Linked DNA regions of Mus musculus: regions 2 and 3 are each linked to region 1. The links are chromatin contacts, called in public Hi-C and HiChIP or PLAC-seq maps. All regions are on one chromosome and are shown on one strand. Each heading gives the region's core, a stretch centred on a gene start, on an enhancer-like site or on the middle of the called end of the contact. The rest is flanking DNA. Distances are from core to core; before and after follow the strand shown.

What was found. Hi-C and Micro-C count contacts between places; a contact is called where the count stands out from the background. HiChIP or PLAC-seq counts read pairs in DNA pulled down with a chosen protein or histone mark.
Region 2: a FOXA1 HiChIP or PLAC-seq map of pancreatic cancer cells shows a contact between it and region 1. The contact joins two enhancer-like sites.
Region 3: a Hi-C map of muscle stem cells shows a contact between it and region 1, with 2.8 times the contacts expected there. The contact joins two enhancer-like sites. A contact is called at or near these places in 2 of 484 Hi-C or Micro-C datasets (muscle stem cells and nephron progenitors) and 2 of 115 datasets of contacts at active chromatin or transcription factors (embryonic stem cells and pancreatic cancer cells).

The regions. Positions count from the first base shown.
Region 1 is chr17:31,788,632-31,793,352 of GRCm38.p6, forward strand. No RefSeq gene overlaps it. Among named protein-coding and RNA genes, the nearest start is that of Gm41563, 34 kb to the right of the region's middle. Within about 2 kb of position 2,205, at least 185 of the 459 cell types and tissues checked have an H3K27ac peak or open chromatin away from gene starts, as enhancers often do. A contact at or near this core is called in muscle stem cells and pancreatic cancer cells, where this site is marked.
Region 2 is chr17:31,303,759-31,308,479 of GRCm38.p6, forward strand. Slc37a1 (solute carrier family 37 (glycerol-3-phosphate transporter), member 1) reads left to right here. Exons shown (of 20, transcript NM_001242427.1): 3 at 3,522-3,603. Among named protein-coding and RNA genes, the nearest start is that of Slc37a1, 9.9 kb to the left of the region's middle. Within about 2 kb of position 1,898, at least 128 of the 459 cell types and tissues checked have an H3K27ac peak or open chromatin away from gene starts, as enhancers often do. A contact at or near this core is called in pancreatic cancer cells, where this site is marked.
Region 3 is chr17:32,106,737-32,111,457 of GRCm38.p6, forward strand. Gm30729 (a long non-coding RNA gene) reads right to left here. Exons shown (of 3, transcript XR_385541.3): 2 at 4,365-4,542; 3 at 3,395-3,448. Among named protein-coding and RNA genes, the nearest start is that of Gm30729, 3.9 kb to the right of the region's middle. Within about 2 kb of position 2,270, at least 39 of the 459 cell types and tissues checked have an H3K27ac peak or open chromatin away from gene starts, as enhancers often do. A contact at or near this core is called in muscle stem cells and pancreatic cancer cells, where this site is marked.

The sequences.
Region 1 (4,721 bases), core at 955-3,454:
GGGCTGGTAAGTGGGGAGTCAGGCTGAGAATCTGATCACAAAAGGAGAGTCCCCTCCAGCTAGAGATGCTCAATGGTGCCTGGGAGACTTCCCCTCCTCGAGACCCCCCCCCCCCGTTCCACCCCAGCACGGGCAGAAGAAAATCAAGGCACATGGCCTAGGCTGTAGTCCTGGCTCTGTCGCACACAACGGGGTTTGTTTCCTTACTTGTTCACCCAGTTGGGTCAGTTAGAGAAAGTTGATTGACATAGGGGAGCACTCTCCTGCAAATCCCTAAGTGATTGACTGATAGTCTACCCGTCTGTCCATGGGGCACCTGTGAGTGGAACTATACTTAGAAGAAGCTGTGTCTAGGGCGAGGCTATAGAGATGAGCAAGCCTTGGACTGCTAGCTCTTAAAGGCAAACATTGTAACTATGACATCCATGAAACAGGAGATGCCTGCCAGGGAAGGCCAGGTGATGAGGCAGGGTCTTAGGAGTTCTACAGCACCAGGGGTTTGGAGAAGCTGGTCACCAGCTGCCCTGAGACCTTTGGACAGCTGCCTGACCACACCTCAACCTTGGACTTCTGACCTCCAGATCTCGGAGACAGTGAATGTCTGTGGTTTAAGCCACCCAGCCTTCTGTGCTTCGCTTCATCGGCCACAGGAAACAAATACACTAAGATGCTCCAAGTTAGGGACCCACGGGTGACTCAGCACTCAGCCTCTCAACCACACAGAACGAGCCTAGAAAGCATGGTGGGGTGGGCGAGGGAAGGTCCCAGACACTTGGAAATGGGAGCCACACAGTTGCTTGGTGGGGAGGGAACACAGTGAGGCCTTGGCGTTCTCCAAACCACAGTTCCATGCGAATCAGACACTGTTTGTCACACACTGTCTGTCACCACCCTAGGCTCTTAGTGCCAGCTTCCTGTCCCCTAGGCTGACGGATCCTGAGCACAAGATCTTAACTCTCAAGGTGGGGCCCTTTAACTGCTTTCCTGTGGGCCTACGCCCCTTCAACCTGGCTGGTTTGGAGTCTCTGGAAACCTTCTTTTCCCGGATTCTTGGATTCCAGGGAGAGAAGCTGGTAAGGACCTCCCTTGGGGAGTAAGGGGGAAAATGACTCGGATCACAGAGCACTAAGAAGCCTTCACCAAGATGTAAAGAGCCCAGGTCACCTTCACAGGCGATGCCCAATCCCTCAGTCTGCTAAGCCAGCAGGGCAACTAGTGTCTGACCACAAGTCCATTGCAATCACAACTGCACCCCCCCACACACACATACCTTATTCTCAACCCAGGACTCAATGAGGGGTACAGAGGCCATGGGAACAGAAAGAGGGTGTTTTGGCTAAGGAGCATGAACGACCTTGTAGACACTAGCAGAAGGGATATGGGCAGCTCCACCAGGGGTAATTACTGCCACAAGTTGGAGCATTTTGCTGACAGGAGGGGGATGGGCTGGGTGACCATGGTGACAACCGCTTGCTCGCTTGCTTGCTCTCTCTCTCTCTCTCTCTCCCTCTCTCTCTGTGTGTGTGTGTGTGTGTGTGTGTGTGTGTGAGTGAGAGAGAGAGAGAGAGAGAGAGAGAGAGAGAGAGAGCAGGCTGCCGGCGCCTTCCCAGAAATTCTTTGTAAGGATAAACCACCCAGTCTTTGAAGTGATTCACAACTGCTCCTGCCCAGAGCAGGAGGCATCAGTAAAAATGAGAGGGCACACGGGAGGAGGGGTGGGGAGGATCGGGGTTGTGGAGGGACACATGTAGGTTTACACACCCCTACTACTGACTGCCCATCTCTTTCCACCCAGGAAGAGGCTAGGCTACGGCACAGCCTCTGTGACACACCAGGAAAGAGTAGACAGTGCCCCCTCTTTCTGACCCCTCTGTCTCCCAGTGCTCACACTGGGGGCTCTTTGAGGACGCTTTTATCTCTGTGAAATTGCAGGTTTGCAGGCGTGGTGAGGGCTCCTACCGAGGGCCTCAATTAGCAGGAGTTCTCCATGACCCGGTAGACACAGAGTGACAAGCCGGCTGCTCTGGGAGCCAAAGGGAGCCCAATGTGGGAGGGATAATCCACTTCCGCTCCGCCTCTGGGAGCTTGACCTCCGCGGTGTGCGCATCATGGAAACTGCCTTCAAAGCCCTGCACCGTGGGGAGAGGGGTGAGGGCTCAGCAGCATGTGGCTCTGTTGACCATGCTGTCTGTCTCTCTTGGGATGCTTGCCTGGGTTCCTGAGAGCCGTGATGTCATTGTGACTCTCTGCAGCTGCCAAGCACCCGCCGTGCAGGCCCCTCCTGGCCAGCTAGGCACTGACGCAAATCAAAAGCTTCCAGCTCAGGGCAGCTGCCACCCGCCACTCAGCTGGCAGCCTGCGGTCCACGGAGGGAGGGCGTGCAGGTTCCAGAGCAGGGCAGCATTTGAGACAATCAGCTGCTCTTTAAAGGGTGGCCAACGTGGCATATGGTGCTCTGAAGGTCAAGGACAGACAGCTGTCCTAGGAGCTATATGTCCTGCCTGCTAGCCCCCTACTGCCCCTTGCCCTCTTTCTAGTGCCACAGGGGTCTTTTAGCTTTGTCCACTGGGTACTTGGAAGGAAAGAAGGCCAGGTGGATACACAAACCCAGAAGGGAGTGAGGGTGGCCCATGGGCAGTAAGGAAGGAAGAGTGCACTCAGCAGAGCTTCAGTGGCCTGCCTTCCTTGGCCTCTGAGGTGCTGCCATCCCCATCAGAAGACTCTCCATTCATGTGCCTATAGCTGCGTGAGCATCTGCTGAAATCTAGGAGAAATGTGTTGAATGAGTTCACGAGGGTGGATGATTGTGAAGACATCAGGCACTCTCTAGGCACCACTGAATGGGGTCAGGGGTGGAAGCCCTGGTCACCCTAAGCAGAGCGACATGCGGCCTAGAAATTCTCCCAGCCTACCAGAGCACACCATTCTTCCTTAAACGGGAGGACTTTCATTCATACGTGTTCACACAGACACATATACACCCATGAGATCCACTCAAGAGGCACATGCGCCTGTATGGTACATGCGGACATCGCACATAGATGTTCACGGTTTCTATAGATATACACGCACATATAGGTTCACAGCGTGCACACCCACGCAGGCACATAATGAGCCTACTCTCACACACTGGTACATTCATATGCAAGCATTTGTTCGTGAGCGTGCACACTGCGTGTCAGGCCCAAAGTCGTCTCTTCATGGCGACCTGCACGAGCAGCGCATGCGCAGAAGCTCAAAAGCCACAGGGCAGATGGCTACAGTGGGATAGCTACTCTAGGTTGGGCCAGGTCCGGGTGGGCAGACCTAACAAGGCTAAGGATACTGACATGATCTTTAAGATGTCTTTTCTATGATGGGTCAGGTGGATACGCAAGCAGAGCAGGGTGAGGCTGCGTAGTGGACAAGCTTTGTGAGAGGAGGATGCGTTCCAGCCACAGAGAGAACAGTTAGCTGACAGCTGGAATGGAACCCTGTGCTGTACCGAGGAAACCCCGTGCCTGCGTGGTTCCTTGAGCCACACAACCAGAAGGGTGGAGAGATGCACCACTCGGGAGCTTAAAGAGCATGACCCCTCTATAAGGGTGGGCCTCTCTGCCTCAGGGGCAGAACAAATGCCAGCCCCACAATCTTTGTGTGGGTCAGAGAGGCCAGCAGGGGGGATAGGAGGGAGTTGCTCAGTGCCTCCAGCCCCAGCAAATACGCTCTGTCCCGGAAGACCCTGGATCCTGGAAACTTCTCAGAGATTACTGACCCAGGGCCACAGGACATGGGCTCTAGGATTTGAAAACGACAGGAACTTTTCCAAGCAGGGCCCAGAGCAGCTGAGACTTCCGAGGAAAGTTCCAGAACAGGACAGCGGGGTTGCGACGGGACTTAGAAGGAAAGCAGCCCTGTGAGCTGACAGGCAGTGGCTCTTGCAGATCAGGAGCTGCTGCTTCTCCATGTGGATCGAGGCCACCCGAACCGTCATCTCTTCCTAGGATTAGGATCTGCTTGCTTCCCATGTAGCACCTTGTCCTAGGGCCATGAGAGCGAAGCCTCTTACCTACCGGAGGCTCAGGCTTCCCAGAAGTCCTGCGTGGGTCTGTAAGGATGGCGGGTAAAATCACAGCCCCCTGGTACCAGCCTGGCTCTGGCTAACAGCTCCTCAGTGGCCCTGTTCTCACAATGGGACCTTGCTCCTCCGCCTGGACCACCAGGCTACAATGTGTGTAATGCTTTCCTGCAATACTCTAAGCAACGGGTGCAGGCTGCATCCACCAAAGGGTCGTTGGATGATGCTTCCAATAGGGATCACATGGTGGCCATCATATATAAATAGGGATGAGGTGGGAAGAGGAGGGCTCAGGCAAGTGTAGTTATCTTTTTCTCCTTTTGTGCTGTGTGTGTGTGTGCACGCACACGCATGTGTGTGATATCTATTCAAGTATACATGTGTGCTGGTCTGAGTTCACTTGTGTGCGTATACATTTGAAGGTCAAAGGACAACCTCAGCCATTGCAACCCAGGTGCTGTCCACCCACTTTTGTGACACAGGGTCTCCTACTTGCCTGAATCTCACCAAATAGGCTAGCCAGGTTGGCCAGCGAGTCCCAGGAACTAGTCTATCCCTGTATCCCCAGAGTTGGGATTGCACGCGAATGACACTATGCCCAACCTTTTCCCCATGGACTCTGAGGACAGAGCTTAGGTCCCCATGCTTGTGAGCTCTTTATCAA
Region 2 (4,721 bases), core at 648-3,147, 490 kb before region 1:
GGTTGCTTGTTCTGAGCTCTGCACAGTAGGGCCAGTCTGTAAGCCTCACGGCCCACTCCTCAGAGATCTCCTTCTCAGTAGGCAGATGGCAATTGGTACAGCCCTACCGACAAAAGTCATGTCTTAAAATATTTGGAGGCTTATTAGGAGTGCGGGGTATGTGATTTTGGGTTGTTGTTGTTGTGACTTTACTGGTCCTCAAGTGGCATAGATAATAGTGTTATGTTACAGTGTCAAATATAAGAGCTATCCCCGAGGAGAGTCTGGGGTGCATCCAGGCCCTGAGCTGGCATTCATGGGATGTGAGCTTTTTGCTAGAAGCTCGGGGTTAACCCAGGTTCGGTTCTTGTATTGGCCTGTCCTGCTTGTCATACCTTCTTAAGGGGGCACTGGAGAGAAAATTCAGAGCCCCTTGGCTTCTCTTTATTTACTTCATCTTCCAAGCCTACCTGTAGCATCACATAAAACCAAAGACCTGGTCCTCTCCCGGAACAGAACACCAAGAACGGTGTCCATCACAGCTTGGAAGGCTGAGGGGCCAACCAAGGTCAAAGTGCAGCAGGGTCAAGGCCATGTAGTGATTTCAGATAACATCCTCCTTCCTCTGTCATGCCTGCGCTGCAGCATCTCTGGCAAGCTCTGTCTCTATGACCACACTCCCTCCTTGGTATCTCTGCATGGACTTTTGCTTTTTTGAGACAGGGTCTCCTTCTCTATCCCAGGCTATCCTGGAACTCACTATATCGTCCAGGCTGGTCTCAAACTCACAGAGATCCATCTGCCTTTGTCCCTTGAATTCTGGGATTAAAGGCATGTGCCACCGAGCCTAGCATCTTCTTTTCAGAAGAGGACACCAGTCCTTGTGTTTAGGGCCATCCTAACCTGACAAGACCTCAGGCTAACTCATTACATCTTCAGGACCTTATTTCTGAATAAGGGATGTTAGGAACCCTGTTCCTGTCCGTGGGGGAATGGTCCAGCAGAAGGGACAACTTCCACCTCCTGCTTTAGGAATGGTGACGAGGATGGTGGTAAAGCTACTAAGGTGGAACAAGGGAATTCCAGGAGAATTCCGAGGGACCTTAGCAGAATCCTAACTCCATGACAGCACAGGAGGCTCTTCTCCCTGAGGCCAGGCTGGGCGGGATGGCCGCTAGCTGAGAGCAGCTCTTACCAGCAGACCTTCCTGAAAGGTGAAGGACGTCGGCAGCCATTGCCTCTCCCTCACCCCAGGTCCCCTAAGAAGCTGAGGAAAGGGGAAGAAGGGTGACTTTGGAAATGGAGGAAGTAGGCTTGAAGATAAGGCTTCCTTTTCTGCCTCGGGGAAATGCTGCCTGCATTCCCTGCATTGACCTTTGACTCCAGCCCACAGGAGGAGCCCTGACTGAGTGAGGCTCTCTCTTCCTGAAGGGGTACATTCATGGCTTCCCCAGCATGAATGAGGGTTTGTCCTGAGGAGCCGCTTTGCCTGCGTGTCCCAACCACCTTCCCAGAGCCACCTGCAGAAGGGCCTGGTAGAAACTAGGGCTCAAAGCTACTCTCAACTTATCTTCAAGTCTCCTTGACTGAAACCTACTGAGACTGAGGAATGCAGTTTGGCTGGGCTGGGCTCCTCTGCCCTTATCACTCACTATAGGGGAGGTTTCAATTCTAGCAGTGGAGTAGACCGGACAGACACAGCCTAAAGCCATGAGTCATCCCCCTACCAGGTAAAACCTTAGCCAAGCAGGACTGGGCAGGGGCCATTGGAAGATATCCCAGGCTCCTGGGTCTAACTGAGAGACTCTGGAGGGATAGCCTTGCCCAGGCTGAGTATCCGGAGAGGAGCTAGAGTCCGGCTGTGAGCTGGAAACGGAAATAAGGTTGCTGGAGGTCAGTGGATGGCATCACACCCAGCCTCAGGCTCGGGGGATGGGCAGCAGAGCAGCTTCAGCCAAAGATTGGAAAGTACCTTGTGTTCTGCTCTAGGGAGGCATTCAGAGGCATTACACACACACACACACACACACACATACACACACACACACACACACACACACACATACAAGCAGAGACAGTGAGAGACAGCATGTGCCCAGCTCTGTCTCCTAAGTGCGGGAGACTAAGTGCTTGCTTTTCTTCGGGTCACCTCGTGGACTTGGACGGAGTGTCCTAGAGGAACGTCCCCCCCAGGCTTCTCCAGAGAGAAGAGAGCTCTTTATTCAGAAGCAAGTTTCTTAATGTGGTTTGGCTCCTCCCTCCCCCACCCTGCCCCACTCCACAGGATCACCACCCTGCCTTCTTCACTTCTTTAACTAAGTCTGGAAATGTGGTTGGTTTTGGTTTTGTTGTTTTGTGCTTTGTTTTGTTTTTGGCCTCTAGTCTTTTTTTTTTTTTTTTTTTAAGACATCTGTTTATTCGTTTTGTTTATGTGTGTATGGGTGTGAATGCGCACCTGCACTGGTGAGTTGCAAAGGTCGAGTGTGACTCTCAGGGATGGAGTCCCACCTTTGACTCTGTGGGTTCTGGGGCTCAAGCTGAGGCTGTCAGGTACTTTCCCTCACAGAGCCAACTCTCCTCGCAGATCTCCCCACACTGGCTGGCCCAGGCTTTAGACAACTCTTCTCAAGCCCTGAGCATCCTGCAGAGATGGTCACTTCTTACAGTTTATGGTTTCAGAAGTCTCCTAGTCAGGGGAGACAACTCTTGCCTACCTGGCTGGGCTCTGAGGGCTTTACAGCAAATGCAAAAGAGGGTTTCTCCAGGTGTGGAGAGCCACTCACACAAATGAACTGAACAAGCATCGGGGCCTGAAGGAACCCCAATTTATTAGATGTCAGTGTATTAGTGGGGACTGTGTGGGAGGATGGGTTCTTCAATCCTGGAGTCTGACACTATTGCCATGTAGATGGGTGTCAAACCTGGCTTGAATTGTAGACTTCCCAGGCAGAGTCCACTAGAGAGCTGTTTGTTGTGGGGGTTGGGGAGCAAACGATGTTCTGTTCGCTTTTCCCAGATCCTGCAGGGCTTCTGAGAGAAAGAACAAAAAACAAAAACAAAAACAAAAAACAAAAACAAAACAAAAAACATAACCATGAATGTCTGATTAAAGCAAGCTGTATTTAGAAGTACGCAAGGGACTGGCCAGACGACTGCTCTCCCCTAAGTCCGGGTTTCAGAGAACAGAGCCTCACTGGCTTTTGAGGTCCCTTCTACAGGGAAGAGTTAGAGTTGAGATAAGCAGCTGTTAAGATAATTGGCTGTGGGCTGGAGAGATGGCTCAGTGGTTAAGAGCACTTACTGCTCTTCCAGAGGTCCTGAGTTCAATTCCCAGGTGGCTCATGGTGGCTCACAACCATCTGTAATGGGATCTGATGCCCTCTTCTGGTATGTCTGAAGACAGCAACAATGTTGGCTGTTAGCACCTGGACTGGAGCTGGGGGCTCAGGGCTCAAGGCTGCCTTTCCTTGTGAGATTGAAAACGGGGCCGGTGTGTGACTAACTGGAAGGTGGCACAGTATGACACTTCTCCTGTGTTCCAGGTACCGGGCTTTCATTTTTATGCTGACCTTTCTGCTCTATGCAAGCTTCCACTTATCCCGAAAGCCTATCAGCATAGTGAAGGTAAGAGATCTTCCAACACAGGGCTTTGTGGGAGGTGGGGGAGCAGAAGGAAGTGGGTGGGGTTGCTAGAGACAAGCTAGCATCTTGGTTGTGGGGCCTTTTTGCTACATTTTTTTTTTTTTTTTTTTTTTTAAAGATTTATTTATTATTATATGTAAGTACACTGTAGCTGTCTTCAGACAGACCAGAAGAGGGCATCAGATCTCGTTACAGATGGTTGTGAGCCACCATGTGGTTGCTGGGATTTGAACTCTGGACCTTCGGAAGAGCAGTCGGGTGCTCTTACCCACTGAGCCATCTCACCAGCCCTTTTTGCTACATTTTGTTCTTGCTACCCTTCTGAAGGAACTCAAATCTTTACAATGTTCCATGCTTTATTCCCTCAGAGGCAGGACTCCATCAGACTACAGTTCCAGAATTCCCAAACTTAATTAAATACTTATGTTGTCTGGGTTTCCTTTCCTGGTGGATCCAGTCTTAAATGCTTCTCCAAGTGGCTCCTACTCTAGATGCGGTTTGACCTCTCTCCCTGCTCTGGAGCAGCCTCTGTAGTGCAGACACTGGGTGTACCCTTGAGAGCAGGTGACAGTTAGGGAACAGGTGTCCCAATAGCCATCAAGTCTTTGTATTTACATCAGAACAGGGACGGAAGTGGGTGTGATTTGTGGGTTGACTACAGGAGTGAATGGCTTCTGACTATTGTAGAAGAACCAAGGATGCTGTCTGGTGCCAAGATCAACCTCTTTACAGCTCTGTCCCCTGCTTGCCTTCCAACAGTCGGCAGGGACCTGGCCCAGGACTCTGGAGTTATGACCTTACCAGTTGAGCTGGGCTAGCTGCCCCCGAAAGGCTTCTGGCACTGGAGACAGTATAAAGGATGACTGCCTCTGGGGTTCTGGGTGCCTTCTCCAGAGTTTTTCATTGTCTAGGGCGGTGCTAGTAAGGGGTAGCCAGTACTTTCCAGGGAAGCACTTGGAGACCTTCAAGTAAGAAGGCCTTTCAGAGGACAGTAGTGGGTGGCATTAAAAGCCCCCGTGTATGACATGTGACAAGGGCTCTGACATCAGCACCAGTGACCAGCCCTGGAAATTGGAATGTTGTCTCTGTGATTCCTTCCT
Region 3 (4,721 bases), core at 1,020-3,519, 320 kb after region 1:
TGTGTCTGTAACAAACCCAGTTGACTCTTGAATTTGGAAACCTACCAGGGGTCACAGGCATCTCGTAACCCCTCAGGGATGCAGGTGGAAGGTCCTGGGGAGGAGACAACACAGCCCCATCACTAATGCTGTGCCCTGCACAGCATCTGAGGCTTCCTCCCTTCTCCCTCCACCTCCTCTGTTCAGCAGGTCCTTCCTCTCTCTGATGCATGAGTTAGACCCCCCAAACATCTCTCTCATGAGGTCTGTTCCACAGGCTGCTGGGCACAGGACCCTGGCAGGATGAAGGCAGGACATCCTCATGGACAGAGGACAGAATGAGACAGGACAGAAACTCTGAATGTCACTTACTTGGCTGTGCCCTGGATGGATGCCAGGGAAGGAATGAGGGAGTTCTTAGGCAAGGAGGTCTTGCACTTCAGAACTAAAACTAGGAATGCCGGGGAGGTCAGAGGACAATTTGTGGGAGTTGATTCTCTCCTTCCACCAAGTAGGTCACGGGGATTGAACTCGGGTCATCAGGCTTAGCTGCAAGCATCTTTATCCACAGAGGCACCCTCCTGGACTCATTTTATGAGTCAGTATCTCCCTATGTAGCCAATGCAGATCTCTAATTAATGATTCTCCTGCCTCAGCTTCATGAGTGCTGGGATTATAGGTGTGTGTTTGAATGACCAGAAAATTCTTTTTCTCCTTATTCCTCTTCCTCCTCCTAATGTTGTTGTTGTTGTTCTTCTTCTTCTTCTTCTTCCTCTTCCTCTTCCTCCTCTTCTTCCTCTCCTCCTCCTCCTCTTTCTTCCTTTAAGACATAGTCTCACTGTGTATCCCTAGCAAGCTTAGAACTCAATAAGTAGACGTGGCTGAACTTGAACCCACAAAGCTCTGCCTGCCTTTGCCTCCTATGTACTGGGATTAAAGATATGACTGGCAAATGCACGTGCCTGTTGAGGTGACTTGGACACTGCAGCAGTCACCTATGTGCCTGTTTCAGCAATGTCAGCCTTGTAGGAAGTGGGACACAGCCGACTGGCTTGTGGGGAGCAATAGTACTTTGAACAGGGGGTGGTAAATGGTAAGACTGAAGAGGGCATGAGGCTGAGACAAAGAATTTGAACTTGGCCAATCAAGTCTCAAGAGAGCCACCCCACAAACACACCTGAATCCCGTCCCATCTCAGGCTCTGCTTTGCAGTTGTGTCTCAGCAGATCTCAGCACATAATAACTTAAGACAAAGTCAACTCGTGTGACTGCCTTAGGGAGCAAATTGCATTCTGGGAAGTCAGATGAGTGACAGGCCACTGCCTTCCCAAAGTTATCACGGCCACTGTGCTGTGGTGTAATCAATACTGCCCACCCTCTGGAAGGTACAGCTTAAGCAGGAAGTGACTCTGGTCACTTCTGGTTGAATACCTCTTCAGCTTTTGTTCCTGGGACCCAACATAGAAATAACAACAGGATTTAAAGACTGACGGACCCAGGCAATGAGTAACTCCAGGAAGATCTGAAGCAATTTTTAGCCTGGGTGCAGAAAGGCAGCGAGTCCCAAGAAGAAAAGGTGCGTTCTGAGCCTGGGAAGAAAGCCAGCGCTGTGTCCATCAAGACGCAGGTGGTCCAGCCCCTGCTTGGTCCTCCCTCCTGCAGAAGTCAGGGACCCAGTGTGATCTACCTCCTCAGTGAACCTTGTCCCTGTGGAGAAGTGGGTACAACTGACTGCTGGGGCAGTCTCCCCCAACCCCAGCAACTAGACACAGAGAGTGAGGCCAGCTTTCCTACCTCAGCCTGGCTCCCTTCCTACAGCTGCCTGCATCCCTATCTGCTGTCCATGGACTAGTGGCTTCTGTGTGGCCAGGAAAGACTGACTTAGTGGTGGAGAGTCTCTGGATGGGTTACTATGGAAACAGACCCATGGTTTACAAGACCCTCTGTAGAATCCAAAATAAATTCAAGACCACCCAGCCCCTTCCCCCTTTCCAAACTAGTGGCCAAAAAGGCCAGACTAAGCCTGCAGCTGCCACAAAAAGATTAGCAGTTCCCAGAAATATTCCCCTACCCCACCCCACACTGAATTCTGAGAAAAACCACAAACCGCCCTGACCTTGTCACTAGAATTCCCCTTGACCATGACGTTAATAGCTGTGATGTTAATAGCTGTGACGTTAATAGCTGACCAATAAGTTCAAAATGTACTGCTGCTTTGCTGATAACCCACCATAAGGGCAGGCAGAGTGAGTCACTAGGCCAAAGGTAGTCACCCAGTGCAAACCAACCAATGCCTGAAAGGGTTACTTGCTACACCAATGAGAATAAGCCAGCTAGTCCTGTTGCCTAAATCTGCCCCTTACAAGGTATAAAAAGTGTGTTCTTTTTTAACTCAGAGTCTCTCCTCTTGTCTGCGTGCTTAGGAGGGTCCCCAACGTGTTGGATCAATTAAAAAAAAAAAAAAACCTCTTGCAGTTTGCAATGATGGCGATCTCTGTGGTCTTTGTGAGTGAGGGTCTTTTGGCAGACTCCAACAGCACAAGTCCCTCTTGAGAGCAGGGACCACATGTAGGGGTTCAGGACATCTAATAGGCTGTCCTGCCTAACAGGAGGGGAGGTCAGAGGCCCAGGCTACCTTTTCCTCTTCTCTCCTTCCTCTCTTTGGTCCTTTATCTTTTCTCTCATCTCCTTCCTCTTCCCTCTTCTCTTTTTCTCTTTTTTTTCTGAAACAGGTCTCACCCTGTAGGACAGACTAGGCTGGAATCCATGGTAATCCTGCCTCAGCTCCTGAGTCCAGAGGCCACCAGGGAACCTATCCCGGACTCTAGCTCCTGCGTGCTCCCACCTGCATGTCTCCACAGCCTTCCTGACTGGGCTCTACCTGGCCAGCCCTCTGTCCTCTGCTGCCTGGGCCTTTATGCCTGTTACCTCTGCAAACCTTGCCTCAGAGTTCCCTCTGTCCCTATCCCAGCTTGTCTCTGGATAACATCCTTTCACCTTTGGGTGTAGAGCAGCCTTGGCCTTTATCACAGCTGTGAGCCATGAGCAGGCTGGTTTCCTGTGACACACGACTGGGATGCAAGCACATGTGACTTTCTGAGACTGTGGCAGAACGGCTGTGCATCACCTAGACTTTATATATGGATTACACGTTGAAATGATAACTTTTTGGTATTTCACAATGTCTTTCCAGTGTCTCTTGGTGCCTGTCACTGGGCACTTGGCAGGAGTCAGATGTGTTTGCTCCAGGATAGCCCAATGAGGCCTTCTGTACTCACCTTCTACAAGAGGGGCTGTAGCTGTCATGTCACCATGCCTGCTGGTCAAAAGCCTGGTGGCAGCTGGTTTTGTGCCTGCAAGGTGTCCTGCCCAATCCCGAGGAGTCTCCAGTGAACTCAGGAAGACACAGCCGAGCTTCTGGACTTTCGAGGGTTCAGAGGACACAAGTCCAGTCACTTTCTCCCTGCAACTTTGAGGTTTTTGGTTTGTTTGTTTTTGAACCAGTTCTTCTGATGTAGCCTAGGCTAGCCTGAACTTGAGATCTTGCAGTCTTAGCCTCTCTAGTGTTAGAACCACAGACTCAGCTGCACTGGGCTTTTAAACTAAACTTTGGCTTGGCTCAGGTTTCATTTACAGAGACACAGTATGTAGTTCGGAATGGAGAACATAGCAAAATTCCCTCCAGTGCTCTGTCTACTTGCTATGCTATGCCCCCCTCTCCCCCATGGTTGCAACCTGAGACTATTGTGACCTCTCAGGTCCTAGGTAATACCCTCATCTTCAGAGAGGTCAGGTGACAGTTTGTCCTTGATCAGCTGCTGGGCATGTTGGGAATGGTGCTTTGTTGGGATCTGCTGTGTCCCCACAGTGCCTGCTTGGCTCTGTGCCCTACCTGGGTGAGGACAGGCTTCTGGGTGTGTGTACTTGGCGAACATGCTGGCCTTGTTACTCAGAGCTGCTCTGAACTGCTAGGGCTGCCTCTCCAGTTGCAGGGATTCACATCCTGATACTGTCAGCGTGTGTGTGTGTGTGTGTGTGTGTGTGTGTGTGTGTGTTACTTAGAGCTAAAATAAAGGTCTTTTCTAGGCTAGCTTCCTGAGAGAGCCAGGAGGCTAATAATGAAAAAGTCATGGTAAACAGCCCATCAGTGAGGCACTTGCCACAGAAAGGTCATAGCTCCCCTGCTCCCAGCAAAGCCGGACTACCCCAGGGCTGCCAGAGTCCACCAAGGGGCTATAATGTCCGTTAGACTTATGGAAAGGTCCTGTCTAGGTTTCACAGTCAGTGACTATTGTCGCCAAACATTGGAGGGCAAGGCAGGGATCTGGGTTTGAAGCCTGTTTGAATTATACAGGGAAATCCTGCCACAAACCAACCCCACTCACCAGAGAATGCGCTAAGACAAAGCAGGAACTACTTCCTGGCTGAAGAGAGCTGCACTGGGGCTGAAGGGGAAATGCTAGGTGGTCTGTGGTCTCCTGGAGTCACACTGGTCTCCTCCAGTCCATGTCACTCTAGAGAAGGCTCAGCAGAGAGTGGCAAAAAGTCTGCGGCTGCTCCGTGCTGAATGAGCAGATAGAGAAAAGGAAAGGACAGAAATCCTGAGTGGGGCACTTACTTGCAGAGGCCTTGTGCCAGGGAGCTCTGTCCACATTCAGTTCCTAAATCCAAGTCCTCAGATGACCCACAGAGGAGGCAAGCCTATGCAGGAGAACTGAGGCTCAGCTCTGGGCGCCACGCAC